4 separate regions of the Sus scrofa genome follow, and regions 2, 3 and 4 are each linked to region 1. The links are chromatin contacts, called in public HiChIP or PLAC-seq and promoter capture Hi-C maps. All regions are on one chromosome and are shown on one strand. The core of a region is the stretch at or near the end of the contact, and the rest is flanking DNA. Distances in the headings are between cores, read along the strand shown. Region 1 holds the start of SPDYC (speedy protein C). Region 2 holds the start of FRMD8 (FERM domain-containing protein 8). Region 3 holds the start of TIGD3 (tigger transposable element-derived protein 3). Region 4 holds the start of CDC42EP2 (cdc42 effector protein 2).

Region 1 (3,696 bases), core at 644-3,143:
ACACATTTGTAGACAACTGAATAAACCGACTGAATTACACTTGTGACAGATGGAGAGAGAGGTGAATGTGATGCCCAGGTTTCTGGAGCTGGGACTGGTGTGGAGGACTAGGGACATTGAATTGTTTAAAAGTAGGCAAGATCCCAGCCAAAGACCCGACATGGGAATCAGCAGCAACCAGGATGTGTGTGTGTGTGTGTGTGTGTGCGCGCGCGCGTGAAACCACAAGACCAGAGAGGACCACGAAGAGAAGAGAGACAGAAGGGGCCAGTGTGGACAACATTTCAATAAAAGGAAGGGAAAGCAGAAGCATGCTGGAGGGAACAGAAGCTCAGGGAGAAGACTTTTAAGAGGGAGAGAGAGGTTGAGACAGGCAAAAACTGAACGTTGGCCCCTAGATGTAGTCACTAGAAAGTCACAGATGGCTATACGGGGTAGCCAAACTCAGTGGCAGGTTACAAGCTAAACTGGTCAGGCCAGTTCAGGTCAACAGGTGATAGTAGCAGCAGAATCCAACAGCTCTGGATTTTTTCTTTTTTTTTTTTTTTTAAGGCTGCTTCTTCAGCATATGGAGGTTCCCAGGCTAGGGGTCCAGTTGGCGCTGTAGCTGCCGGCCTGCGCCTGCGCCACAGCGGCGTCTGTGACCTACACCCCAGCTCACGGGCAACGCCAGATGATCTTTAACCCACTGATCGAGGTCAGGGATCCAACCTCCGTCCTCCTGGATACTAGTCAGATTCGTTTCCCCTGAGCCACTGCGGCAACTCCCAGTTAGGGAATTTAGAATCAGACAGACCCGTTGCCAATCCTGGTACTTCTTAAATGTCTGAACCTCCGTTGTCTCACGTATAAAATGAGGACAGCACCACCTAGTTCATAAACTTATGATTGATGATTAAATGAGACGACGGAGGAAAACTCCAGGCACAAAGTGGGCGGTGCATTAGCTCCATTCTGTCAACGAGCCGACTGGGTTGGCTGAAGAAGACACAGACTATGAGCACAGCCCAAGTCTGGGGAAGCTGTGGCTACCGGCCAGGATTGAAAGGATCGCAAAGCACGCCGCATGGAAGTCAATCCCTTTGCAAAGAACATTCCCATCCCAAGATTAGCCAGAATTAAAGATGTTTTCGCCTCGGTCCCAGGAACCTCTCCCTTTCGTGGTGCAGCAACTGTCTCCGTCTGGCAGACCCTGAACCCCTGCCCACCGACTGCGCCTTCGCTACTCTCTGTTCCCAGGAGTAAGATCTAACCCCAGGCAACGCTACCTTCCGCCCCTAGCAACCGCTCACCTGCTTTTCTCTTCCCATAGGTTAACCGATTTCCTTTCTTCTTCTTACTGGTCCGCGTAACTCCATTTCGACCAATCTATAGCAGCCACGGAGACCCAACTCACTCCCACACAACTGGGGGAGATCAAGGAGGATACAAGTCGTTTTTCCTGAACCCATTTCTCTTAGAAAGCATCTAATTTATCAATTTGTTGTGACTCCCCCTGGAATGAGTATCTAAGACATCTTATTTCTCTTAGGCCTGTATGTCTGTCCCTTGCATACTCCCCCCTCCAAATGGTACGGCCCGCACAACGCGCGGAGGAGTGGGGGGGCCGCCTTCCAGCCGCTTTGAGAGCCGGAGTCCGCCGCTAGGTTGAGTCCACTCAGCGGCCAAGACGATACCATCTGTGACTAATAGGGAGACTCTAATCCTCTCCAAGTTGCCTTAATTCCGCTCAGACCACCTCTCGCATCTTTCACTCGAACAGTGGGCACGAACGCCAGAAGGGTGGAGGGACTACTGCTCTTGGCACCAGGGAGAATGAGCAGGGCGCACAAGGGACCGGGGCACTTGGTACGGTCCACGCCCCGCCCCGCCCCGCCCCGCCGGAAGTGAGGTGTCTCACCCCCGAAGTTCCGGCTCGCAGGGGGTGGGGAGTGTTGTTAACCGGAGCCGCCTCCGCAGTCGCGGGGACTGAGCGGGCTCGCGGCGCTGGGCTCCTGGTGAGTGGGCGGGGGTCGGACCCGGGTTGTGGTTGGAGTAGGGGCCTGGACCTTTCCCCTTGAGGTCCCCGGGGTCGGCGCGCCCCCTCAGCCCCGCCGCCAGCTTTCGGCCTGTCAGCTGGAGATAGTTGCCCGCGCGGCCGCGCTCGCAGAGGCTGGGCCCCGCCTGCGACACTCGCAGCTCCTGGCGCTTACAGGTGCGCGGCCGCGGGGTCGACCCGGGTCCCTCTCCGTCCCGCCCCTGCATCCTGGCGGTCGGCCGTTTCTCCGGTGCCCCGAGTTGACACTTCCCCAGGGGGTTGGGGGGCGCCAGGGTTCCAGGCTGACGTACCCCGCCCGCTCCCGCCGGGCGCGCGTTGGAGCTGCCCACCCTGGCAGAGCTGTCACCGACGCTGTCGCCTACCCGGCGGCGCCCCCCAGCGCCTTGGCCTCTCCCGGTCCAGGCCGCCCATTCCCGCTTCTGGAGATTTCTGCGTTTGCATCCCACCCCATCACCGTCACTTTAGGGTCAGTGGGAGCAGTTCCCTCCTCCGACGCTGCTGCCTTTCCTCATTCTTCCCTAGAGGCGGCGGTTTGGCAGGCAGCGTGGAAAGAGTCCTAGCTTTGAAACAAGACTGACCCGGGCTCCAGGCCTTGCGTCAGTGTGGTCGCTTAACCCCTTTGAGGCTCAGTCTTGCCACTTGTGGAATGGGGGAGCATGGGCTCTTCTCGATGCGATGATGGGGGAATGAGGCTTTTCTTTCCCCGGTGTGTTAACACTGCGTCTCAGGAGCTGGGCTAGGTTTGCACGGGGTGGCATCACACAGCTGTGACCTTACCTTTCCTCTCCCACGCAGGTCCCCAGGCCAGGGCAATGTTCCGCACCGCCGTGATGATGGCGGCCAGCCTGGCGCTGACCGGGGCCGTGGTGGCTCACGCCTACTACCTCAAGCACCAGTTCTACCCCACTGTGGTGTACTTGACCAAGTCCAGCCCCAGCATGGCCGTGAGTTCAGGGCTCAAGGAGGGAGGAACTCTCTGGGAGGGAAGGAGGAGTCATCTTGAGCCAGGGGTGGGGCTCGAGCTCAGGTAAGTAGGAGAAAAATCGAGGGAGCCCACAGGCAGGGGGAGCTTTGAATAAATTAGTGATGGGGGGTGTGGAGAGGTTCCTGAATGGTGAGCCCCAAGCAGCGCGGAGCAGAAAGCCGGCTCAAACCATAGCCTCTCCTCCTCACTCCTAGGTCCTGTACATCCAGGCCTTCGTCCTTGTCTTCCTCTTGGGCAAGGTGATGGGCAAGGTGTTCTTTGGACAGCTGAGGGCAGCAGAGATGGAGGTAAGGTGTTCCTGGCCCCAAGGTGAGGGGCAGAGAGCTGGGCAGGCAGAATGTCTGAGCTCCACATCACTCGTTGCCAACCCCTAGCACCTTCTGGAACGTTCCTGGTATGCCGTCACTGAGACGTGTCTGGCCTTCACTGTCTTTCGGGATGACTTCAGCCCCCGCTTTGTTGCCCTCTTCACTCTCCTCCTCTTCCTCAAGTGTTTTCACTGGCTGGCTGAGGACCGTGTGGACTTTGTGAGTCGGGTCGGGGGAGATTTTCTGGAGCGGCTGGGGGGCAGGCTTGTGGAGTGGGCGCTGGGTTGGGGATGCAGGATGAGCTCCAGCCTCCCTGACAGGCCCCTTTCTCTGCTCTGCTTCAGATGGAGCGCAGCCCCAACATC
Region 2 (3,696 bases), core at 740-3,239, 220 kb before region 1:
AATGAGGGCCGGCCACTGCATCTCCTCCCACTCCCCTGGCAGCCCCAAGGACTCTGGTGTGCTTCTCCGCTGAGGAGAACAGCCTGCAGGTGGAACTGAGGCAGAGATTGGCTGAAGCCATCCCGAGGTTAGAGGTCAAGCAGGGAGGGGAAGAGCTGGTGACCCCACTGTTCTCCTTCTGCGAGTCACTGTCCCACGCTAGCCCAAGCTAACATGGAGACAGAGGCTTCCCAAGGCCACTCCAAGGTGAAGCAAGTTCCAGGGCTCAGCTTTCTTCGCACTCTTCAAGCCTCGGGACTCAACATGTTGGCCTTTCCGGTCAGAAGGAGCACAACCCAAAAAGCTAAGTGTTCCTTGTGACAGCCAAGAGAGACCTCTGCAAGAGCCGTCATCTCCAGCTCCACTGCTGGACCCGCAGGCAGCATGAAGGAGCACTGTGCTTGGAGGCCAGTATCCCAGAGTTCAGATCCTAGCTGGCCTCTGGCTAGTTGACTGACTTCAGCACGTCAGTTAGTTGCCTCATGTGCAAAATACGGCTAATACCCCTCCCCTCACAGAGTGGCTGTGAATCAAAAGAAGTGAAGCCTGGAGTTCCTGTCGTGGCTCAGTGGTTAATGAACCCGACTAGGAACCATGAGGTTGTGGGTTCGATCCCTGGCCTTGCTCAGTGGGTTAAGGATCTGATGTTGCCATGGGCTGTGGTGTAGGTTGCAGATGTGGCTCAGATCCTGCGTTGTTATGGCTGTGGTGTAGGCAGGCGGCTATGGCTCCAATTCGACCCCCAGCCTGGGAACCTCCATATGCTGAGAGAGTGGCCCAAGAAATGGCAAAAAGACAAAAAAAATAAAAAATAAATTAAAAAAACAAAAGAAGTGAAGCCTGTGAAAGGCAAAAGCACAGTTTAGTTTACCATCCACACAGGTGAAGGTGTTCGTTTGGATCCCCGGTCTGCTTTGCTCTAACAGCTACTTTTTTGAGAGATCCTAACACAGTGCCCAGGTCATAAAATTCAGACCTGCTTTTCAAGCAGGGAAATCTGGAGGAGGGAAGACTCCAGTATCCTGTGACTTAAACTCTCTAGGGCCCAATTTCCTTCCTATAAAATGTAAATAATGATCCCTGCTTTCAAAAGGCTATTTATCAAAGAAAGTGCACGTCATTTTTCATCCACGAGCTTTCACTTGAATTTCATGGCCATGTAACATTTTAACAAGTGAGGAAATGGAGATTCAAGAGTCCCCAGTTTGATCGGTAGCCTAGTGACAAGAGTCCAGGTCCTTGGACTGACGTCACTTTTCCACACCTCAACATAACTTATTAATTAATCAATAAGTAAGATTCTCTTTAAGGAAAGCGATGACAAGCCAGGGCCCCTTCTTCAGGGCTGGGGTCTAGGGGGGTATGGCGGGGAGGAGATGGGGGACTGAGACCCACCTCTGGCTCCCATGGAGGAGACACTGCTTCGATGCGACCGATCAGCGGGGCCGGGCTGTCCGGCATTGCCTTCCGTCCCGTCCATCTGCAGAGAGAAAGAGAAAAAGCAATGACGGGTGGATCCAGGGATGGGGTGCTGGGTCCCTCCAAGTTCCCACTGAGGAAGGAAGGGGGCCCGAGCTGATCTATGAAGGTAGAACAACCGGGGCTGGAGGCACTGTGAGCAGATTAGCGGGGTGAGGGGTGGGGGTCCTCAGCCAACTCGAGGTGGGGGCTGACGGAAAATCCAGGACCGCGGCGGTCAGAAGGGTCAAACTCGGTGCGCCGCGGTGCCCAGGCAAGGCACGGCGTACCCCCGTCAGGCGCGGGGACCCGTGCAGGGCGTTGTCGAGCTCTCACCTCGCAGGGACTCAGTGCCCGCCGCCTCAGCTTAGGTTCCTGTCCTAACTCTGGTCCCTAACTGCCGCTCCCGCCTCACTGCCGGCGGGAACTCAGGACCCCGCTCCGGCTCCAGCTCCCAGGGCTGCAACGCGGAAGCTGAGACGTAGGAAGCGCCGTACTCACGGCCCCGCCTCCCTGAGCCGCGGGAGCCAATCGGAGCCCGGGCTTCCGCGCACGCGCCCTGCCTAGTCCCCGCGCGTTCTCGCCCCCCCCTTGTTCACGCCCCCCGCTCCCGCTTTTGGTCACACCCCAGTGGTGTGGCGGTCGCGTTGGGAAACCGCACCACCACCTACTCCAGTGACTGGGGGCGTGTGACACCACACACACACACACACACACACCCACACACACACACACACACACACACACACACACCCACCCACGAATGTTGGCCTGTAACAGTGTGGCGAACTGTCAAGGCAGTCGGGGCGCGAGCTCTGGCGCTCACGCGTGTGACTTTGGGCCGGTCCCCTCACCTGCAGAAGGAAGATGCTTCATGGGGGCGTATCAGGAATTCACACTGTGCTTGGAGGGGGTGTGTCAGGGACGCACACTGCTGGGCGCTGGGTAAAGGTGATACAGGCAGCCGCCGGTACTGCAGTGCTTTGAGGTCGAGAGGGATGGTCAGGAGATAGGGTCCCTGTCCTGACTCATCCTAGACAAGCCCTTCCCCTCCTGGCCTCAGTTACCTCTTCTGTAAAATGGGAATGACCGCCTCCCATGTCCTCAAATTATGTGTCAGAAATCCAGGCGAGGCACACTTGCGATTCCGGGGAGCAGTCACATGAGCCTTCGCTATCTTGACACACAGCCTGGGACACCTTGCGGCATTCCCAGGCTGGGAGAGGTGTGGGGGCCCTGAAGAGGCAGGTGTGAAACTACTTATCCCCAGGGTCATGTCACCAACATGTCCCGGCATGACCAGCATGTGTGTGCCTGAGGTGTAGATCTCAGGGGGAAAAACAGGTCCATGAGGCGCCTTCCTGATCCAGAGGAGCCAGAGGTTGCCCCAAGTGACAACAATGGGCTGGGGATGAGGAAGGTGGGCGGGGGTGGGGGGGAGCGGGTTCCACTGGCACTGATTCCCCCAGGATTGGAAGGCAGCTCCAGCTCCTAACCCAGTCCATTTCTTCAGTGTTTGAAACAGCCCTTTGCCTGCCCCCAGGCCCCACACTGCCTGACCATTGGTCCCTTATGTCATGATTTCTTTCTTCGCCTGAGCTGTGAGAACAGGCACATCCCTCTGGGTTCTCAGCTCGGGGACAGGACGCAGTGGCTCGGTGGCCTCCCTAAACTGGCTGGACTGAAATGTGAACCCACTTCGGTGTCGTTGGATGCTTACTGGGTGTGGGGCCTGGCCTAGGGCAGGGGGTGGAGGTCTGGGTGAGACACGGCCCCTTCCCCGCAAGAAGCTCGTGTTATGGTTTCACTGGGGAGTGGAGAGAGAGAGGAGAGAGAAAAAAGCACAGGAAATGCATGGTTAAAGCTACATAAAATGAGGGACGGTCCCGTCGTGGCTCAGCAGAACCAAATCTGACTAGCATCCATGAGGACGCAGGTTTGATCCCTGGCCTCGCTCAATGGATTAAGAATCCGGCATTGCTGTGAGCTGGGATGTAGGTCACCGATGCGGCTTGGATCTAGCGTTGCTGCGCCTGTGGTGTAGGCCAATGGCTGCAGCTCTGATTCAACCCCCATCCTGGGAACTTCCATATGCCTCAGGTGCAGCCCTAAAAAGACAGGAAAAAAAAAAAAAAAAGAGCTACATAAGATGACAGAATTGCCTGAAGAGCTAGAAAATGCCACAAGCAGGAAGAGCAG
Region 3 (3,696 bases), core at 660-3,159, 190 kb before region 1:
GTCCCGGTCAAACTGTGCCAACCACTCTGACCAGGGGATAACCAGGTCAGGGTGGTAAGAGGCAAGCAGAGCCTCACTGCTGACCCCAAAGAAGCACCTTGGGGCAGCCTGGAGCCCACTGACCAACACCCGCCGTTTCTCTGTGCCCCTGCTGTTGGCACACAGCAGCACCTGTACCCGATCACGTGTGCCCACTCTGCCGGGCACTGCCCGATATAGCAAGGGCACTTCGGCACAGCCAAAAATGTCCTCTGGGGAGAAATCTTTAAGAGAGAGAGGCAGCTGGGCCTGGGGCGTGGGAGCCGGGGGAGGTGGCTCAGGGGGCAATGGAGGCACCAAAACATGGCGGGCCCCAAAGCCCACGTTGTTTCGGCGTTTCCAGCGCACCAGCCAGCCGATGCTGGGCACAAAATCCTGGCCCATGATGTCAGCCAGCTCCTTGGCTTTGTGGAGCAGCATGGGCCCTGTCACGTCCCAGGCCTTGGCCCGGGCAATGTGGTACCAGCAGAGTAGAGCCTCGTCGATCCCGCTGTACTTGGACTCCCGCTTGCGCTTGCGCTCCCGGTTGGCGGTGCCGCTGCACCAGTCCGCCAGCAGCTTCTCCTTATTCTTGCAGATGCGTGAGATCTGGGGCTGGGAGACCTGGAAGCGCCGGGCCACCTCCGACTGGGACATCTTGGACTCATCCAGGAGTTCCAGCACCTGGATCTTCTCGGCCAGGGACAGGGCGTGAAGCTTCTTCTTGCTGCACAGCTCCATGGCAACTCTGGCACCTGTTCCGGGGGAGAGGGGGAAGGAGGAAACGGTGAGGGTGGAGGCCAGGCGGGGTGGGAGAGGAGCATAGTAAGAAAAAGGGGATATTAGAGGCAGGGAGATAGACTGGTGTAGGGAGAGACCAGGGCAGCCTGGATCCGCTGGGACAGGGTGAGGGGACACTGGGTTGGAGGTGAGAGGGCTGGATTGAAAGGAAGAGAAACCACCAGGCTGAGTGAGCAGTGGCCTGGCCCTGATCTGGAGGAATGCAGGACCTAGCTGGGGAGGGCTGGCCCCTGGTCAGAGCAAGAAGGGAGTCTGGGCTGAGGTTTGGGGGAGAAGGATGAATAGAGCCGAGGGGACAGCTGCAGAGACAACAAAGGAGCATGGATGGGGAGGACAGGGCTGGGGCTGCATGGGGCAGGTGGAGGGGATAATCAGAGCTGGCAGGAGGAATCCCCGTAGGGGGAGGGGGATGATGGCCTAGGCTGGATTCAGATGAAGATGTGGGGGGCAGGGTGGTAGAGTGGATGAATGGAGTTGAGATGACAGGTGTACAGATGACAAAGAGGGACAGACTGGGGGCTGAAGGAGCGAGTCTAATTTGGTGCCAGGTCCTGAGCAGGTATGGCTGGGCCGGGGTCCGGCCTGGAGGGGGCGCGGGAGCACAAGGCCGAAAGGACAGGAGCACAGGCGACAAAGGGCAAGAGGGGTTAGGAGGCCGCGCGGGCAGCGAGAGGGGCGGGGTGTCCTCAGAGGGGAGAGTCCTGGCCTGGGAGGGGGACCACCGCGCGGGGACGAGCGTCTGTGATGGAGACAGGCCGGGAGCCGGGTTCTGCAACCTGCTGACCTCTCCACACGGTGACTCTGGGTCTGCCGGCGGGGCGGACCTAGCCATCGGCCCGCCCGGCCTTCCCGCCTCCCAGCCACCCTCTCCGCACCCACCTCAAGTGTTCGTCCCGCGACTCCCGCCCCGGCCCCGGCCCCGGCCCGGCTCCCCAGCCCCTGTCCCTGTGGTACAAGAGAGCAGGGTAGGGACGCGCGGGGCAAACTGAAGGGCTGCGCGGGCGGCGGGCGCGCGCACAGCAGGGACCGGTGGGCGCCGCCCGCGCCGGGTTCTCTCCCGGCTGAGAAGACCTGGACCCACCGCTCAGCTTCACCCGCTGCCGCCCCGCCCCGGCCCAATCCGATTGGTCTCCGGTGCAGTTCTGTCCCTCCCCCGGCTAAATCTCATTGGGCATCGCGAAGCGGCGGGTCGTTGGGGGAATTGAGCTTCTAGCTGCAGGGGCTGGGGGGGCGGAGCCCGGACGGGGCGGGAGTCCTGGAAGCGCCGCCAGCCTCAGGGGACCCGGTAGACGAGGCCAAACAAGCCTCCCTCCAGTGAGCAGACTTGGAAGGTCATCCTGGCTGTGACCCTAGGCAGCTTTAGCTTCCTCATCGACCAAACAGGTCTATTACCCCTCACCCAGTGGCTTTGAAAAAATGGAAGCACGTTTTAAGCTACACAAAGGATGTTACCATGGACGGTATTGGCCTCAAGTGGGTACTACCACAAACTGCTTGCTTGGGGCCAGTTCTGATTTTGTACGAATAAAGACTAATTTTATTTTATTTATTTGCTTTTTAGGGCCGTAATTTCGGCATATGGAGGTTCCCAGGTTAAGGGTCGAATTGGAGCTACAGCTGCCGGCCTACACCACAGCCACAGCCATGTAGGATCTGAGCTGCGTCTGCTACCTACACCACAGCTCACGGCAAGGCCGGATCCTTTAACCCACTGAGTGAGGCCAGGATCAAACCCAAATCCCCACGGATACTAGTCAGATTCATTTCCACTGTGCCACAATGGAACTCCAGCATTCTCATTTTTAACCTTTTTCCTTTTACTATCTTTTCTGGCCTTAGACTATTCAACCACCAAGGATCACTGCTTGACTACCTTGACTCCAGGCCTACATCCGCGCAGACATGATGGGGCTGTGCCCCGCCCCTAACGCAGTCCCCAAACTGGAGCACCCTGCTTACTTACTGAACACAAGGGCCCAGGCCACTCACTGCCTCCCAATAAAACAGTGGCTTTCAGACTGTCCTAGAAAATCCTAAGGATACTTCGGGGGGGGGGGGTTGTCATAACTGATTCATACCTTTAAAATGTTGGTTTGCAGGAAAAGAAAAACTCACTCTTGTGCACGTAAATATACTTGGAGGAAGGTTTGCATGGCTGCACTATAGGCCGAGTTCACACACACTTGCCTTCAATTAAATGAACCAATTTCAGGCAAGCAAGGCGGAGGTACCTCTCATCTCCATTATTCATACAGAAAGCTTTAATGTGTCCTCATGGTGACGCATAGAGTTTTCCTGTGTCATTAACTCTTTTATATTTATATAATCATCAAGCTTCTAATCAAGCTTCTGGACCTATGCTAAGTATCTCTGAAACTAAAAAGCTCAACTGTTATAAATCTGTCTCACCACTTGCACATACAAATCCAGAATTTCCTCCAAACCAACTAAAACACAGAAATAAACAGGTTAAAGTTGATTTTAACCCAAATTTTGTAACAGCTATAATGTACATAAGAAATTAAAACAAATTATCCAATTTTCTGTCAACTTATATTGAGGTTAAATGTTTTATTTAATTTGGGGGGGAAAAGCTATGCTTCAAGACTAATGTCCATGGAGTTCCCACTACGTGCAGTGGAGTTAAGAATCTAACTGCAGGAGTTCCTGTTGTGGCTCAGCAGGTTATGAGTCTGACTAGCATCCATGAAGGCCTGGGTTCGACCCCTGACCTCACTCAGCGGATTAAGGATCTGGCGTTGCCATGAGCTGTGGTGTAGGTCGAAGACATGGCTCAGATCCTGCACTGCCACTGGCTGTAGCATAGGCTGGCAGCTGCAGCTCCAATTCGACCCCTAGCCTGGGAATTTCCATATG
Region 4 (3,696 bases), core at 311-2,810, 160 kb before region 1:
GTTATTTATCCAGCAAATAGCTGTAGGGCTTCCTCAAGTATTTTGGTTCTCTGGGGACAGCGCTCCAAACAAGACCGAAAATGAACAGCCCCTGGGCGGAAGGGTCGGTCGGCGCTGAGTCTCCCCTGCTGGCCACGAGGTCTCCCAGCGTCCCTAGGCGGAGCGGTTCTCGGGTCCGTGGCCACTAGGTGGCGCGCGCGCGCGCTCCCTCTACTGCCCCGCGTCCGGGAGGAGACCCTTTGCGCACCGGGGTCCCCAGCGCTTCTAGCGCTCCCGGCAAGCTCCCTCCCAAGGAGCTGCACATTCGCTAACCAGGTGCGGATAGTCCGCGGGATCTTCTTCTCTTGGGAGCGCCCTAGTCTCACAACCAGACAATAGGGGAGAAAAGGAGCGATCAGGGACGCTGCCCGGGTATCCAAACTCAGGGAGGAGCCTCCCCCGTGCTTTCCAGCTTGGGCGATGTCCGAGTGTCCGCTCGGCGCGGGGCCAGAGCTCGGACATGCGGCCCACGCCCCTGGCTTCCGCGGGTCGGGCTCCTCAGCCCCAGCTCGGGTTCCGGAGCCGACCCCTCCCCGCCCTCTTTCTCCCGCGCAGCCCAGCTCAGCCCGGATTCGTTTCAGGACACTCGCGGCTAAGGCTAAAGATAGGAGGACACCTCACCATTGGCTAAAAATACGACCCCAAGCTGGGCTGCGGGAGGGCATTCCCGGGTCCTGGGGGTGGGGCGGGGGCTCTGGCGCAGCGTGGAGGGCGGATCCAGGAGTTCGTGTTCGGGATGCGCAGCGCCCCGCAGGCCGAGGGGGGCGCGGGCGTGGCTGCCAGGACCGAGGCTCGGGTGAGAAACACCTTGGAGCCCGAGGCACTGGGGTAAGGACCTTGTGGAGGTAAGTCGGGGGCTGGGGCGCGAGCTGCGATAGGGCGCCTCAGGATGGGCCTCTCGAGTGACCCTCCAGGAGCGCGGTCGGACTACACAGTCCCCACCTGAACTCACCTGGAGGCGCGCAGGCGGCGGACGGGTGGGCGGCAAAATCTCCGGAGCTGGACCGTGCGGCGATGGGACCGACTAGGGCTGTGAACTTACAGTGCGCACCGTGGCCCCTGAAGCCCCGCCCCCTATCCGTGGAGCCAATGCGGGGGCCGCAGCAATCAGGTCCCGCCCACAGCCCCGCCCCACTCCGGGGCGAGCCTGGGCTCCCACTTGGGAGGCGCGGCGCTGGGGTCCAACAGCCACGCCCGCCCGGGCGTCCGGTCCAAACTCTGACGGCTGCGAGCCAGACTGCGTCCGATGCCCGGACTGGATTCCTCGAACTCCGGCTGTGCGGGTCGGAGCTAAAACTATCGGTTCTGGGAGGGCAGCAGCTGGAAGACTGAATTCTGCAGAATTCACAGAGCGTCCTTGGACGAGTTCCCTCCCTGGAGGGCTGGGTCGGGGAGGCGCCCGCACAGTGTCTTCAGTGACTCCTAAAGAAATAAATGAGGCCTCGAAGGCACTCACGTTAAAATATTACAAACTTCCAAGAGCTTTCAGGAGTTTTGCCCCTCCCTGGAAAAGGGGGCATTGCGGGTGGACCTGCAGAGTGGCCTGGCCACACCCATATTTGTCAACCGGCTAGATGGCTTCCGGGGCGGGGGTGGGACCCACACTTGGACTCATTACAACGTTGGTTGATTGGCTGGAAGGTTGGTTGGTTCATTTATTCATTCATTCGTTACTAGAAACATTTACTGGAAGGCAGGCCCTACCCAGGCAGGCTGAAGGGAACTCAGCCCTTGCCCGGTTCAGCGATTGAGCAGATACTTTGGGGGCATCCATTAAGTGTCAGACACTGTTCTTGTCGCTGGGGATTCAGCCCCTCTGGTCTGGGACCTACTGTCCAATGAAGGGAGATGGAGGAAGCCCCGGTCCCCAAGTACACAGTGATACTCTGCCAGGTGAGCAAGTGCTAGGAAGAGCGGGTGACAGCTGTGACAGTACACTGCGACCAGGATGGTACATCCTGTACGTGTGGGAGGGGCTCTTAGGGAGAGAGGGTCAGGAAGGCATCCTGAAGGAGGAAGGATGCTGGGGGTGGGGGTGGGGGTCAGCCAAGTTGGGGGGGAGGAAAAGATCAGGAGAAAGGGAGTCAGGTAGGCAGAGTGATAGCCCCCCCCCAGAGATGTCCCGGTCCTAGTCTCTGGGACCTGTAAATACAGAGTTTTGTTACATAGAAAATAATAACTGAGGTTGCCCATGCAATTACAGTTACAAATCAACTGACTTTACTTTCTTTATTTACTTTTTTCGGCCATACTCTAGGCATATGGAAGTTCCCTGCCAGGGGTCAAATTGGAGCTGCCATAGTCAATGCCAGATCCTTAAACCACTGTGCCCCAGTGGGAACTCCTCAACTGGCTCTAAACTAGAGAGTTTTTTTTTTCCCCCTTTTCTAGGGCCGATTCCCACGGCACATGGAGGTTCCCAGGCTAGGAGTTGAATCAGAGCTGTAGCCACCAGCCTACGCCAGAGCCACAGCAATGTAGGACCCGAGCCGCATCTGTGACCTACACCACAGCACATGGCAACACCAGATCCCTAACCCACTGAGCAAGGCCAGGGATTGAACCCGCAACCTCATGGTTCCTAGTCGGATTCGTTAACCACTGTGCCATGGCAGGAACTCCTAAACTAGAGAGATTATCCTGAACTGTCTGAACGGGCCCAGTGTAATAACAATGGTCCTTAAAGGTAGAAGAGGGAGGCAGGAGAGTCAAAAAAAGAGATGTCCTGGAGTTCCCGTTGTGGCGCAGTGGTTAACGAATCCGACTAGGAACCATGAGGTTGCGGGTTTGGTCCCTGCCCTTGCTCAGTGCGTTAATGATCCGGCGTTGCCGTGAGCTGTGGTGTAGGTTGCAGACGCGGCTCGGATCCCTCGTTGCTGTGGCTCTGGCGTAGGCTGGTGGCTACAGCTCCGATTCAACCCCTAGCCTGGGAACCTCCATATGCCGCGGGAGCGGCCCAAGAAATAGCAACAACAACAACAACAATGACAAAAGACCAAAAAAAAAAAAAAAAAAAAAAGAAAAAAGAGATGTCCTGTCTTTGAAGGTGGAGGAAGGGGCCACAAACAAAGGAATGCGGGCAGCCTCTAGAAGCTGGAAAAGACCAGGAAACAGACTCTGCCCTAGAGCCTCCAGAAGGAACACAGCCCTGCTGACTTCTTGATTTTAGATTCAGGTTGGACTCCCAACCCACAGAGCTGTAAGTTAATACATTTGTATTGTTTTAAGCTGCCAAGTTTGTGGTGATTTTCTACAGCAGCAGCAGAAAACGAATACAGAGAAGTTTCAGATTTTTTTTTTTTTCCTTTTCTAGGGCCGCTCCCACGGCATGTGGAGGCTCCCAGGCTAGGGGTGTAATTGGAGCTGTAGCCACCGGCCTCGGCCAGAGCCACAGCAACATGGGATCTGAGCCGCGTCTGTGACCTACCCTACAGCTCACAGCAACACCGGATCCTGAACCCACTGAGCAAGGCCAGGGATCGAACCCACAACCTCATCATTTCTAGACAGATCCGTGAACCACTGAGCCATGACAGGAACTCCGGAAAGTTTCAGATTTTAACCTTGAACCTTCCTGGCCCCTCCTTCAACTCAGTCACGTGTATTCTTTTTTTGGTTTTGAGGGTATCTTCTGCAGCATCTGGAAGTTCCCAGGCT

The links. Promoter capture Hi-C pulls out the DNA fragments that hold promoters and counts their contacts. HiChIP or PLAC-seq counts read pairs in DNA pulled down with a chosen protein or histone mark.
Region 2: an H3K27ac HiChIP or PLAC-seq map of alveolar macrophages shows a contact between it and region 1. The contact joins the promoter of FRMD8 here to the promoter of SPDYC in region 1. A contact is called at or near these places in 1 of 5 promoter capture datasets (fetal skeletal muscle), 1 of 47 Hi-C or Micro-C datasets (epiblast stem cells) and 1 of 2 datasets of contacts at active chromatin or transcription factors (alveolar macrophages).
Region 3: a contact with region 1 is called in a promoter capture Hi-C map of fetal skeletal muscle, with 5 times the contacts expected there. The contact joins the promoter of TIGD3 here to the promoter of SPDYC in region 1. A contact is called at or near these places in 1 of 5 promoter capture datasets (fetal skeletal muscle), 1 of 47 Hi-C or Micro-C datasets (epiblast stem cells) and 1 of 2 datasets of contacts at active chromatin or transcription factors (alveolar macrophages).
Region 4: a promoter capture Hi-C map of liver shows a contact between it and region 1, with 2.2 times the contacts expected there. The contact joins the promoter of CDC42EP2 here to the promoter of SPDYC in region 1. A contact is called at or near these places in 3 of 5 promoter capture datasets (fetal liver, fetal skeletal muscle and liver), 1 of 47 Hi-C or Micro-C datasets (retroperitoneal adipose tissue) and 2 of 2 datasets of contacts at active chromatin or transcription factors (alveolar macrophages and skeletal muscle).

The regions. Positions count from the first base shown.
Region 1 is chr2:7,057,562-7,061,257 of Sscrofa11.1, forward strand. It overlaps SPDYC (speedy protein C), which reads right to left and starts at 1,894. Exons shown (of 8, transcript XM_021082865.1): 1 at 1,293-1,894. SYVN1 (E3 ubiquitin-protein ligase synoviolin) reads left to right here and starts at 1,883. Exons shown (of 16, transcript XM_003122541.4): 1 at 1,883-1,997; 2 at 2,834-2,982; 3 at 3,218-3,310; 4 at 3,398-3,550; 5 at 3,676-3,696. The coding sequence starts at 2,851.
Region 2 is chr2:6,841,952-6,845,647 of Sscrofa11.1, forward strand. It overlaps FRMD8 (FERM domain-containing protein 8), which reads right to left and starts at 1,990. Exons shown (of 10, transcript XM_013994099.2): 1 at 1,834-1,990; 2 at 1,435-1,519. The coding sequence starts at 1,519.
Region 3 is chr2:6,866,031-6,869,726 of Sscrofa11.1, forward strand. TIGD3 (tigger transposable element-derived protein 3) reads right to left here and starts at 1,910. Exons shown (of 2, transcript XM_003480677.4): 1 at 1,699-1,910; 2 at 1-773. The coding sequence starts at 759.
Region 4 is chr2:6,902,480-6,906,175 of Sscrofa11.1, forward strand. CDC42EP2 (cdc42 effector protein 2) reads right to left here and starts at 1,561. Exons shown (of 2, transcript XM_003122538.5): 1 at 992-1,561.